Regions from separate parts of the Mus musculus genome. Here region 1 is linked to region 2. The links are chromatin contacts, called in public HiChIP or PLAC-seq maps. All regions are on one chromosome and are shown on one strand. Each heading gives the region's core, a stretch centred on a gene start, on an enhancer-like site or on the middle of the called end of the contact. The rest is flanking DNA. Distances are from core to core; before and after follow the strand shown. Region 1 holds the start of Scn1b (sodium channel, voltage-gated, type I, beta). Region 2 holds the start of Sbsn (suprabasin).

The links. HiChIP or PLAC-seq counts read pairs in DNA pulled down with a chosen protein or histone mark.
Region 1: an HNF4G HiChIP or PLAC-seq map of pancreatic cancer cells shows a contact between it and region 2. The contact joins the promoter of Scn1b here to the promoter of Sbsn in region 2. A contact is called at or near these places in 6 of 39 promoter capture datasets (the C10 cell line, cranial neural crest, frontonasal cranial neural crest and 3 more), 2 of 115 datasets of contacts at active chromatin or transcription factors (embryonic stem cells and pancreatic cancer cells) and 2 of 9 other capture datasets (adipose tissue and liver).

What each region holds. Positions count from the first base shown.
Region 1 is chr7:31,123,973-31,130,786 of GRCm38.p6, reverse strand. It overlaps Scn1b (sodium channel, voltage-gated, type I, beta), which reads left to right and starts at 3,764. Exons shown (of 6, transcript NM_011322.3): 1 at 3,764-4,121; 2 at 5,566-5,732. The coding sequence starts at 4,082. It overlaps Gramd1a (GRAM domain containing 1A), which reads left to right. Exons shown (of 19, transcript NM_027898.4): 19 at 203-660. The coding sequence ends at 295.
Region 2 is chr7:30,746,621-30,753,418 of GRCm38.p6, reverse strand. Sbsn (suprabasin) reads right to left here and starts at 1,948. Exons shown (of 4, transcript NM_172205.3): 1 at 1-1,948. The coding sequence starts at 1,857.

The sequences.
Region 1 (6,814 bases), core at 2,515-5,014, 380 kb before region 2:
TTAATCACCTGTTCTCCAGGCAAGGAAACGGGCCCATAGCAATGAAGGAATTTACCCTCACACTGTTAGTAATAACAAAGTCCAGATTTGAACCCGGTCCACCTGAATCCACCTTGAGACGTTACCAGGTGGTGAGGCAGCATGACCGTGCAGAATGGCGTGGAGAGTGTGCTCATCCTACCTCCCTCACCTCTTCCGGCAGATGAAGTTCTCCTTGGAGAAGCTACATCAAGGAATTACTGTCCCGGATCCTCCCCTGGACACTCAGCCACAGCCTGATGACAGTTTTCCCTGAGGACTCCTGATTGAAAAGCCACACCCCTAAACGGACAGAAGGACACATGGAACCCTGGCAGTCACTGCTGGCACAGTGCGAATGCCGCCGGGAGGTTCCTGCCTGCCCCTCACTGTGGCCCTGCCAAGAGCCACACAGACCTGGGGACCATAGAACCAAGATGCACTTTAGATCTGTGTGAGCGATTCCAGCTGCCACTGCCTGCTCAGCCAGGGAGCTGGCCTGGTCTTTGGCAGACTCCCCCTCCAACTAACTTATTTTGCCCAGCTGGGGTTGTGGGGGGCACCTTTTGGGGTGCACAAGAACCCTCTGGGTTTAATGTATTTATTTGGGAATAATGACCCCAATAAAGGGTTGGAAATGGCTATGGCTTGTACCTGTGGGGTCCTGGAAGCAGATGGAGGCTTCCCACTAACCCTGCCGTCATGAACCAGGTCCTAGAGTCCTGTTCCTGTCACTGAGGCCAGCTGTACCTTATGCAAGCCCAAAGCAACTGCCCCAGTGGCCTGCATACCTAGCAGCCCCTTAGTGGGAGCACATGAACACGGGAGAGCCACATTGAGAACCGCCATCAAAGAGACTTGCTCTTTGGGTATTGGGAATTGAATCTAAAGCCTTCACTTTTGCTAGGCAAACACTGTACCCACTGAGTACCACTCACAACCAGGCTTTCCACATCTTGTTTTATTTCTTAATTTAAAATTTTATTTTTATTTATTTTGAGTGAGGTTCTACTATGACAGTCTGGCTGTCCTGGAACTCACTATGTTGAGCAGGCATGCCTTGCACGCACAGGGATCAACAGCCTCTACCTCCCCAGGGTATGGGCTGCCTTTAGCCAGATTTAATAATTAGGTCTCTAAATCTTTTCTGTTGTGAGATAGGTTCTCACTAAACGGCCTGCTGGCCTTAAACTTACCCAGTAAAGCCCTAGTAGGGCCTTACCTTGCCCTGCTCCCACCTCAGCCCCATGAGGAGCTGGGATATCAGGCCTGCATCACCAGGCTCAGCATTTACGTGGCTCCTAACAAGGCTTGGCAAAGAGTAAGTCAACTATTTACCACAAAAGAATTGGAAAAATAGACTCATATAGGGACCATCAAATGGGGACCAAGCTGTACATTTCATTGTGGGACAAAATCTTTTTTGGGGGGAGGGGGGGATACAAGACAGGGTCTCTGTGTAGTCCTGGCTGTCCTAGAACTCACTTCCCAAGCTGGCCTTCAAATTAGAGAACTGCCTGCCTCTGCCTCCCTAATGCAGGGATTAAAGGCGTGTGCCACCAAGCCAGGCTTTGTGACAAAATCTTAACACCCTCACGGCCACCACTGAAGCATAATTCCTCTCCCCCTGACATCTCCAGATTTAACTTTTTGTTTTAGATTTATTATTTATTCTTTGTGTGTATGGATGAGTATTTTGCCTGCATGGGTGTTTGTGGACCATGTCCTCAGAACTGGATCCCCCTAGAACTGAAGCTCTTTGAGTGGTTGGGAACCACCCTGTGAGTGCTGGAAACCGAACCTGGGTCCTCTGCAAGAGCAGCAAATGCTCTTAACCACTGAACCATCTTTCTAGCCCCTGATGTTCACATTTATACACAGGATGCCATCCCTCCCCAAACCAGGTGCCTCCCCGCCAACCATCTGTGGTACTAGTAGATCCCAACCACGCCCTCCTCCAAACCCTGGGCTGAGAGAGGTCTGTCTGGGTAGAAGGACCTTTGGAAGGGCACATGCCAAGTTGTGGAGTGGGAGGATTGGGTGGAAGCAGGAGCAAGCAAAGGGCAAACCCTGCCCTCCCGCCACCACAGCTGTGTGATTAGGCTGCCACCCGTGCTGCAGCTCGCTCCTCATACCTGCCAACGGGGCAGAAGGACAGCACCTTGGAGTAAGAAGAAATCAGTTCATCAGAGTAAAAGGCTGCTCTGCCTCTACCACAGCAGGGCTCCTCTTGTAGGGCTGTGAAGAGGTGCCCCTGTGTCCATTGCTAAGGTCTGTCCTCTCTGCACCTCCTCCTCCCAGCCCCCACCAGAGCCACAGGAGCTGGGAAAGGGTTATTTTCTGCACAAGGAATTTCGCGGCTTGGCTTAGGAGGTGCTGGCGCAAAAGCCCAGACCACAAAGGTGTCTGGTGTCCCTGGCTCCTGGCCGCTAGGTCCTGGACCTGCCCCACACTGGGGCTTCACTGGGGCTTTATTTCATGCTGAACTGGAAGCTAGGACAGGGCCAGCCAACCCCTGCCAAGAGTCTCTCTCCCACCTTGGTCCTGGTGGCCCTTTAACGATCCTAGCAGAAGTTAAGGTGCTAGGGACCTGTTTGGGACACAGGTCAGTGCCCTCACCCAGGGGGTGAGGTACACACAACAAACAGACAAATCATATAAAAGAATACGAACGTGGTGTGGTGGTACATACTGAAGCAGGAGACCACCAGTTAGAAGTCAGCATGGTCTACATAGTGAGATCCTGTCTCCAAAGTTAAACATATAGGACTCACTCCCCCCCCCCCAAGTTGCCCTCTGACCTTCATATGTATGCCTCGGAATTGGTGTATGGTCTCACACATACAGAGTAAGTAAAATATAATAAAAACCAAAACAAACCCCCATAATGTTAGGTACTGACAGCTGTTCTGACAAAGTAAATAAGAGCCAAGATGATGTAGTCAGTGTGGAGAAAGGCAGATTACTCAAAATGGGCACAGAAAATACTGTGAAGGTGACATTGGAGCCCTGGGCTTCAGCACAATCAGCCCTTCCATCACCTGGGGATAGTAGGCGGGGTCGGGGTGGGGGGTGTCCAGGCAGAATGGAAGTAGGGCAAAAGCCCTGAAGCAGTGATGAGCTGGTGTGCTGGGGGTGGAGGAACGGTGGACGATGGAGTGGGAGGAGAGCTGAGAAGATGACGTCAGAGTAGCAGCGGGGGATCGCGGGAATGGCCCCTTTGAAATCCCGCACCTCCGACCCCCAGAGCTGTGGGATGCCAAGGTACCCTTTTGGCTTGGATAAGGTCTACAGGTTTCTATGTATACCTAGCTTGACCCTTTCACTCCGCCATGCCCTCTTAGGTCCTGAGATCTCCAGTCCGAGGGATCTCAGGTGTCATAAGTAGGTCTCTGGGATGTCTCAGCCTTATCTCCCCAAGAACTGGATAAGGTTAACCTCTATAATTAGGAAGACGGAAATTGGTCCCTCAAACTGTCCTCCAAGTCCTCTTGGGTGTCTAGAGATGACCTTTCTCAGAAGAGGAAGAGGAAAGGGTTCCGACACCCCCAGAGAGTCTGGTGAAGCCGGAATGACCTAGACCATGCAACGGGTGTGCAGAAGCCACGAAGCCACCGGAGAGGCCGGTGCCCGGGCGCCTCCCGGGCCGCTGCGGCAAAGGCTGGGCGGCCGCGCCCTCCCCCCGCGGTGATTCATCCCGCCCCCTCCCGCTCCCTCCTCCCTCCTCCGTCTCCCTCCTCCCTCCCGGGCCGCCGCTGCAGTGCGCAGGAGCCCGCGGTCCGCACCCCAGCGCCGGGAGCCCGAGCGCGAGCAACGTCCGGAGCCAGGCAGGGGTCGCCGCAGCCTGGATGCGCCCTGTGGCGCGCGCGCACGCAGCATCCCGAGCCTCCCGCCGCGCGGCGGGGATGCCTGCTCTCCGAGCCCCGGGGCTGGGCCCCCGGCGGTAACCGGAGCGGGGGGGCGCGCCCCCCCAGCAGCAGCTGCCGCGCCCGCGCCCGGGCCAGTCGCCGCCGGGGCCCATCGCCTGTCGCCGCGCTCTGCGCACCCACCGCCTTGCGCGGCCATGGGGACGCTGCTGGCTCTCGTGGTGGGCGCGGCGCTGGGTGAGTGTTGCTGGGGGACACGCGCCGTCGGCGCTCGGGACGCCCCCCGCCCAAGTGGCCGGAGCCGCGCCAAGTCCCGGCCTGGGAAGTTGTGCGGGGTGCGAGGTCGTTGGGGTCGCGGGACCCTGGACGGCACAGAAGGATCGTGGAGATGCAAGGGTTTCTCGGGGGGGTGTGGAGGGACACTTGGTACAGAGGTGCCGCCGCGGGCGCCGGGCCGGGGGCGAGGAGACGCGGAGTCAGCTGCTTGCAGAGCCCCGCAGGCTGCAATGTGACACCCACAGCCGCGTGAGGGGTGGGGGAAGGCAGCGCCTGGGACTGGGGCCCGAAACGAACCGGGAGGCATGGATACCGAGTGAGGACTCCGGGCATGCCCTGGACGTGGAGGTAAACTGAGAGACAGACTGGGGCAGACAGGGACATTGGAGGGAGAGAGTTAGGAACCGGAGCCAGGAACAGAGAAACTTGAGAGCAGCAGAAAGATCTGGAGAGACCAGGAAGGGATGGAGATAGAGAGGCAGTCCCAGGAACAGAATGCCTGCCAGATGGAGTTTAAAACAACAACAGTAATAGTAATGGCGAGACATACAGTGGTGGGAAAACGACGGAATACAGCCCTGCTGGGATCTTCAGAGACCTTTAGGAGGAATAAACATGGGGGAGACTGGAGCAAACGGGAAGGTGAACCAGAAGCCTTGAAGACTAAGAGATCAGGAGGTTGGGGGTTGGGGAGACAAGGAAAAGACCCAGAGCTAAAGTTGGTGACATGACTTATACAGTTAGTGTGTGGTGGGACACAAGAGGTGGCAGGTAAGTGGGTGAAAGAGGGACCAGAGGCCTCTAACCCAGTGGTGAAGCAAAGAACTTTTAACTTGGGGTGAAGGTCTTGAAGCGAGGAAGTGAGTCTGCGGAAGAGGGGACAGGGCAAGATGGTGAAGATCGGGAGGGGATGGATTCCAACACAGAAGCTAGGGGAAGAAAGAAACAGAGCTAGAGTGAACCCCCTCACCCAACCTTCCTATCTCTCAACCCACGACTGGCTCTGCAGACCTCTTTCATGGTGGGAGTGACATTTAATGCTAGAGCCACCACTTAGAAGGCTGTTGGCTTTTTGAGGACCTGGGCACTTCAGTGGAGTTACTCACCACAGTGACATCCTCTTTCCCAGGGCCTCCAGTGTGTGTATTCTACTTAGCAACTACTGGGAATAAAGATGACAGATTCTTCCACCTAACAGGCTAGGGGAAAGGCAGGTGGAAAACTGAGGCTCTCAGGAGATGGGTGACTCGTCAAGGTCACACAGGGAGTGAGAAGCAGGGACAGGTTTGGCATCCACTGTTGGTAATAAGGGTGGAGAGGAAACAGATGGTTTCCGTGGGGCAGCAAGCCCGGTGTTGCCTCGGGTGGCAGGCGCCTCGATAACCGGAGTCCACTGTGTCCGCAGTATCCTCAGCCTGGGGGGGCTGCGTGGAGGTGGATTCCGATACCGAGGCTGTGTATGGGATGACCTTCAAAATCCTGTGCATCTCCTGTAAGCGTCGTAGTGAGACCACCGCCGAAACCTTCACGGAGTGGACCTTCCGCCAGAAGGGGACAGAGGAATTTGTCAAGGTGTGTGGGTGCCTAGGCTGGGCTAGCACACAGGTATGGGGTGGAGCCAGCAGCACTGGGTCTCAGGGTTGTTTGTTTGCTTGGGTATTGCTTTTAGTGCTGTTGAGAAAGGGTGTTGCTAAGTAGCTTGGTCTGGTTTCTAACTCTTGTCAATCCTCTTGCCTCGGCTTCTTGAGTGCTGGGATTACAGACATGCGATTGGCTTGTCTGAGTGCATTGCTAATGATGAGGATGTGATACGCTGGATGACCTGGATTTAGAGCACCACAGACTGCTGACCACCTTAGGCAAGGCACAGAGCACATGTCCCCAGTGAGGGGGCATGGTCGCTACTCCATAATTTTAGGTCACTACATTTATTTTTAGAGTATGTGTGTGTGTGTACATGCCATGGCGTGTGTATGGAGGTTAGAAGACAAGTTGAAGAAGTCCATTCTGTCATTTCACCACACGGGTCCTAAGGATCGAAGCCAGGCTGCCAGAGTGGTGGCAAGCACCTTCACTTGCTAAGCCATCTCGCTGGCTTCAACTCCCTAGGTCTGTGTGAGGGCTGAATGAGTTGATGCAGCTGGCATTATGGCTGGTAGGGGGGAAAATGTCAAAAAATGTCACTGGAATTACTTGGCACCAGCAAAAATGTCTTGGACAGCCATAGAGCAAAATCAAAGAGTAGAAGCTTTTTTTTTTTTTTGGTTTTGGTTTTGGTTTTGGTTTTTGGTTTTTTGAGACAGGGTTCTCTGTGTAGTCCTGGCTGTCCTGGAACTCACTTTGAGACCAGGCTGGCCTCGAACTCAGAAATCCACCTGCCTCTGCCTCCCGAGTGCTGGGATTAAAGGCGTGTGCCATCACGCCCGACGAGTAGAAGCTTTTGCACTGCGTGTATATTTTGAAACGTGTACATGGCAGGAGAGGGAGACTGGGCGATGTGAATGGAGGCTGGGTAAGAAGTGTAGAGAAAGGAGGCTGCGGAAGTCAGGCAGGCTTCAGCTGTGAAATTGTGTGTATATATGTGTCACAGGATTAGAACAGTCAGGGTCTGCTGTGGTCCCAAGGCAAGATCTCAACTTCTTTGATCCCTCACT
Region 2 (6,798 bases), core at 699-3,198:
ATCTTGCTGCAACCTGTTCATTTCCTGGCCAGCAGCATGGTGGACACCTTGGCCAAGCTTCTCCGCTTCCTTCTCGGCCTGGCCAGCAGCATAGTTGACCCCTTGGCCAGCTTTCTGTGTCTCCTTCCCGGCCTGGTTGACCCCAGTTTGGACCCCATGGGCCACTTTTTCTGCTTCCTTTTGACCCTGGTTGAACCCAGTTTGGACCCCTTGGCCAACTCTCTGTGTCTCCTTCCCGGCCTGGTTGACCCCAGTTTGGACACCGTGGGCCACTTTTTCTGCTTCCTTTTGAGCCTGGTTGACTCCATTCTGTACCCCATGGGCCACTTTTTCTGCTTCCTTTTGAGCCTGGTTGACTCCATTCTGTACCCCATGGGCCACTTTTTCTGCTTCCTTTTGAGCCTGGTTGACTCCATTCTGTACCCCATGGGCCACTTTTTCTGCTTCCTTTTCAGCCTGTTTAATAGTATGGCGGACACCCTGGCCAAACTGCTCCATCTCCTCCCCAGCCTGGCTGACCCCGGGACGAATTACTTTGTCTCCTTCTTGCCAAGTCTGCCCCGCAGCATAATAACCATGCCCGTGACCATGACCAAACTGCTGTGCCTCCTTTGCAGCATGGCTAAGTCCCTGACCAGCCCCTTGCACCAGTCTGCCTCCCTCTCTCCCACCCTGACCAAAAGCATGGTGGGCCCCCTGATCAAATGTCTCTGCCATATCCCTGCCCTGACCAAAAGCATGGTGGGCCCCCTGACCAAACTTGTCTGCCATATTTCCGCCCTGACCAAAAGCATGGTGGGCCCCCTGACCAAACTTGTCTGCCATATTTCCGCCCTGACCAAAAGCATGGTGGGCCCCCTGACCAAACTTGTCTGCCATATTTCCGCCCTGACCAAAAGCATGGTGGGCCCCCTGACCAAACTTGTCTGCCATATTTCCGCCCTGACCAAAAGCATGGTGGGCCCCCTGACCAAACTTGTCTGCCATATTTCCGCCCTGACCAAAAGCATGGTGGGTTTCATGACCTAACTTCTCTGCCACATTCCCACCCTGACCAAAAGCATGGTGGGTTTCATGACCTAACTTGTCTGCCACATTCCCACCCTGACCAAAAGCATGGTGGGTTCCATGACCTAACTTGTCTGCCACATTCCCACCCTGACCAAAAGCATGGTGGGTTTCATGACCTAACTTGTCTGCCACATTCCCACCCTGACCAAAAGCATGGTGGGTTCCATGACCTAGCTTGTCTGCCACATTCCCTCCATGACCTAACTTGTCTGCCACATTCCCACCCTGACCAAAAGCATGGTGGGTTTCATGACCTAACTTGTCTGCCACATTCCCACCCTGACCAAAAGCATGGTGGGTTTCATGACCTAACTTGTCTGCCACATTCCCACCCTGACCAAAAGCATGGTGGGACCCCTGACCAAACTTCCCTGCTTCACTGCCCCCCTGGCTGACCCCATGATGGATGATTTTGTTTGTCTCCTTCCCAACCTGTCCAGCGGCGTGGTTGACCCCATGGGCAAACTTCTCTGCTTCCTTTCCTGCGTGTCCGATGCCACTGTTGATGTCGTGGGCTACTTTGTCCAAGCCATGTTCCACGTTCTTGCCAGCCTGGCTGCCCATGTTGCTGAGTTCACCAAAAATTTTTTCCACTTCCCTTCCAGCTTGAGTGATTCCGTTATTGATGCCTTCAAGGGCCTTGCCCACCTCTCTCTCAGCATTGCTCAGCCCTCGGCTGAACCCTTCTATGACCTTCTCAACGGGATCCTCATGGGCTGCCCGGGCAGGCAGAGTCCCCAGGAGCACTAAGAGGCAGCAGGAGCTGAGCAAACTGACAAGATACATGTTGTTGGGAAGGCAGGGAGGATGCAGAGAGGAGCCAGGGAGCGAGGCCGCTATTTATCCTTCACCTCCCTCCCTCTTCCCCACCCCTCATGACTCAATCCCTCCTGTGAGGCTCTGACTTCGGTTCAGTCAAGGGGGTGTTTCCCAGAGATATTTGGGATTGAGCAATTAAGAGGAGGAGGAGGAGGAGGAGGAAGACAGGATGATTCATGGACAAGATCCTTGCCTCTGCTCTTTAACCTGCTCAGGCCCTCCACCCCAGTAGGGTTCTGCCCTGCCCAGCCCCCTCCTGTTTTCCTCTCTCTCCCACTGGCCATCCTCCTTCCTTTTGAACCCACCTTCAGGCACCCTCCATCCCTAACCACCCTGTCAGTCCTCTTAGAAGGCTTGCTCTACAGGATAACTCTGGAAGAGTGGAAAGCAGACAGGGAGAAGAGGACCCCCCCACCCCCACCCCAAGGAGCTGAAGGAGTTGCCTGGTTTTGTCCTTGGAGTTCCCTCTCCCACCTCTCTCTCTGCTCCAGTTACATGGCCTTTGTCCGAGCTCCTCAGCCCTCCACCCTGCCCCCCATGGCTGTCTGGCAACTTTTCATGTGCCTGGAAGCCAGAGTGTGACCCAGCTGTCTCCACTAACTCCACACCTGGCTCAAATGGCCAGCATGTCAGAAAGCCCTTCCTGACCATGCCCCAGGCAGTGTGGTGTGACAGGTATGACAATTGTGTTCTGTGATGTCACCCTTCTGATTCTATAGACCTTGTTGCAATCTGAAATTGTTTTTAATTTTTAAGTGTGTCTCCCCTCCTAGACTGTTCACTTCTAGCTATCGGGCCCTTTGTTCTGGATACTGCTATGACCCCAGTTCACGAGATATTAACTGAGGCCCAGTAACTATAGTCATAGATGGAGCTCATGGATGGGTTAGAAGCTAAGGAAAGACGACGAGCCTGGACCCACCTCACAGCATGCTGGGGAGAAGGGGTAACTGGGTCCCCAAAGCTACATAGGGTCTCTTGGGGAGGGCCTCAAATTTTGGAACCAGGATCACATGTTCATGACAGAATCCAGGCCTCTCCTCCCAGTCCCTGGGCAAGGGCTGGGGGCTGATTGCCATGAGCTGAGAAAGGACGCAGTGATACCTGAAAAGCCGGTCGAGGCAGCCCTAGGGAGAGGCTTGGAGACCTGGTGGAGCAGAAGCTGCCTCAGACATGTGGGCTGGGGGCCAGGACCTTCTCCTTCCTTCTCTGCTCCCCTGGGGCCTCCAGTGCCCTGACCTGAAGCCCCAAGCATTGTACTGTTGGCTCCGAGTATAGGGGGACGGAGATGCAAGCCCGGCCTGGGGCTAAAGTCTGGCATTAGAAGGAAGGGCAGGTAATGAATCCTCCCCAGTATGTCTACCTGGAGGATAGTCTAGAGGGAGGCAAACAAGAGCCAGTAGGTGGGGAACAGTTGGGTACGGTGTGTGTGTGTGTGTGTGTGTGTGTGTGTGTGTGTATTTAGGTTTTAATGCCAACAGTGAGGCTGAGCGAGGAGAGAGGAGGGAGCAGTGGAACACTCAGGCATGGAGGAATGCGGGTGTGCACAGCGGAGGAGGTAGTTATCTGTGTGGGTGCCCAGGCGTGGCTGAGAACCAGCACGTGTTGTCAACTTCAAACCAGAGCATGAGGTGGTCCCCTCAAAGAAGCAATAGCCACACCCAGAACCAAACATTCCAGAACCAGGGACCCGGGAGCATGGGCCTTCCCAACTCTGACAGCTGACAGCAGAGGTGGCTAACTGGACCACTCTGCAAAGTGACTCTCTTTCCCAGGTTCACACTCCAATGACAAAGGCACTCAGCCAGAAGCATCCCACATCCCTTAATGACGGAGAGTAGAGGCCAGGCAGAGAAGGGAGCCAGGAACATGGAGGTAGGGGTGTCAGAATCCTGGTCCACACCAAGATAGATAGGTTCGGCTTACCCTTTTAAAAAGGTATCCTACCTATTTTTTCTATGTTTTGTTGTGATAGGGTCTCCTGTAGCCCAGAATGGCCTGGAACCCACTATGTACCTGAGGCTGGCCTTGAACTCTTGATCCTCTGGGACTGTAGCAGGCATGCACCAGCACTCTGTATTTTCTCCTCCACCTTTCTCTCCCTCCACTGGCCCCTCTCCTCAGCTTTCTGTCACCATTTGCCAATGGATTCATGACTTCTCACCTTTCTCCTTATCAGAAAAGCCAGTGGAAGAAGCTCAGACTCTAGGATATCATGTCACTTCATGTCACAGTGCTGTATGTTCAAACAGGATGTTCACCCATTCAAGGGTGTCATAGTGAGAGCCTTACCCAGAAGGCCCTACAGAGGGACTGCCTGGGGCTTCCTAGCTCAGCCTAGCATCTACCACAGTTAGAAAAGCAGATGCATCACTAGTATATGTTTCTGTTCCCTGGTATCTGGCAGATCTGCCCATAAAATTGATCTAAACCAGACGTTGGGAGAAGAGCTCGTGACTCTACTTCTCTTGCTATTAATCAGGTTTGTCACTTCTAACATCGGATTTGGGGGGTTATTGATCCTTTGGTTTTTGTTTTTGTTTTGTTTTTTTTTTAATTGTTTAGGCTAGACAATACAAGTCCAGGATGACCTCAAACTCATAGCAATCTACCTGCTTCAGCACCCCAAGTACTAGGATTACAGGCATGAACCACCATGCCCGCCTCTGGGTGGGGGGGTGTTTTGATGTTTCTGACCTTGGTTTTATGAGACAGGATCTCTGCCTGTAGTTTAGGCTAGCACAGACCTCTTCATCTGCCTGCTGCAGCCTCACAGGGGCTGGGATGACATGTATGTGCCACCATACAAAAGAAAACTTTGCCCAATAGCATCTGGGTGGCCCACCGCATACATCCTGCTTTCTCACGCATGCTAGGAGAGCATGTTTGTCACAAGGCTCTTTATATCCTAGACTTTTTTTTTTTTAACTTTTTTTTCATTTTTATTTTTGAGACAGGGTCTCACTTTGTAGGTCTTGCTATCCTAGAACTCACTATGTTGACCAGGTTGGCCTCAAACTCCCGGGATCTGCTTGCCTCTGCCTTCCAAGTGCTAACGGTAAAGACATGTGCCAGAAAACCCAGACCTTTTAAAATGTTTTTATTTTGAGACTAGGTGGCCAGGCTGGCCTTGAACTCACTCTGTAGCCCAGATAGGCATTGATCTATGATCCTCCTACATCAGCCTCCAAGTAGCTGCGATTACAGATCCATGCCTGTCTCTTCCAATTTATATTCAGTTTAGCTCTCCAGGGCCTTGCCAACCGGTCTCATGGCCAGTTCTTGCATGATCTGGTTCTTGCTTTGGCTTTATGAAACAGGCTCTCTATATGTAAACGGAAAGCTTCCATGGGGGCTTGGGGGAGAACAAGGTTATGCCATTGTATGAGTTTTGGGCTTCCACCCTTCTCTCTAGGATAGTGACTCCTTTCTGTAGCTAAGCCTCACACCCCGTTGGTCACAGCTGCGTGTCAACCGGCCCTGCAGGTAAAGGCATCTGTTAGTGAGTCATAAGAGGTCATGTGAGCCCTGGGCTTGAGGGGACATTTTTCACTTGCTTTTTTTTCTAGACACTTCCTGAAAGCCTGCTTTGTAAGCTTCACATGGTGGCTGTAATCCCAGCATCTAGGAGGCTGAGCCAGAGGATCGTAGCAATTTAGAGGCCAGCCTTAGCTACATAGTGTGATCTTGTCTCAAGAAATGCAGAAGAGTGGGCCTGAAGAGGAGGCTCAGTGGGTAGGAATGTGGACTACTCTTGCAGAGGACCCGAGTTTAGTTCCCAGCATCCACAAGGGTCCATCTGTGACTCCAGCTCCAGAGGACTCAGCGCCCCCTTCTGGCCTCCTAAGACACCCAGAATTGCACATGGTGCACAGACATGCAGGCAGGCCAAACACTTGGACACATAAAATAAGTATTGTTTTAAAAGAAGGAGGAGGCTCAGTTTATATCAGATGTTGTTCCAGATGCTGAGACACAGCTGTGGATACTGCACCCCTCCAGGATACACAGTTGGTGAGGGTGACATGCAACAGGACATAGGGAGGTGCTAAACACAGGAAAACTCCAAGGAAAAGAACAGACCACTGTGGGGAGACATGGCTTAGAGGCTGCTTCAAGACTGAGGATGAGAGACTACATAAGAGCTGACAAGCTGGCTCAGCAGGTAATGGGTGATTGCTGCGAAGCCTGAGTAACTGAGTTCAATCCCGGACCGCATGGGATGGAAGGAGAGAGCCAACTCCCACAAGGTGTTCTCTGGCCTCCACACAGAGAGATGGGGGAAGAATAAAATTAAAATAACCCCAGGGAGTGTCTGAATGGAAGAAAACGTGCCTAGCTTGCCCAAGGCCCTGGATTCAATTTCCAGCAAAGAAGGGAAATTAAAGGAAAAACATTGAGGGAGTGTGGGGGGGGGGCGGAGGGGGACCAGGTGTTTTTGTCATGCATATACAGACACACCTGACTTACCTGTGCTTCCTAGATACTGCAGGGAAGGGTTTGTTTGTTCTTAATAATTTTATTTTTTATTCTATTGTATAGCTATTTTGCCCGAATGTATGTCTGTGTGTACCAGGGGCCTGTGGAGGCCAGAACAGGACATCAGATACCCTGGGACTAGAGTTATAGAAGATTGTGAACTGCCAGGTAGGGGCTGAGAATCGAACCCAGGTCCTCTGAAAGAGCATTAAACAGTCTTAACCACTGAGCCGTCTCTCCAGTTCCTTGTTTGTTTGGATACAGGCTATCACTGTGTAGTCCAGGCTAGCCTATGTAGTCCAGGCTAGCTCCAAGTTGGCCTCCTGCATCAGAACCCCAGGTACTTATGTACTTGATCTTTTTTATAAATTGAACATCAGTGCCACCCCAGTGTCAGATGCTCCTGCTCCTGCCCCAGCTCTTCAACAG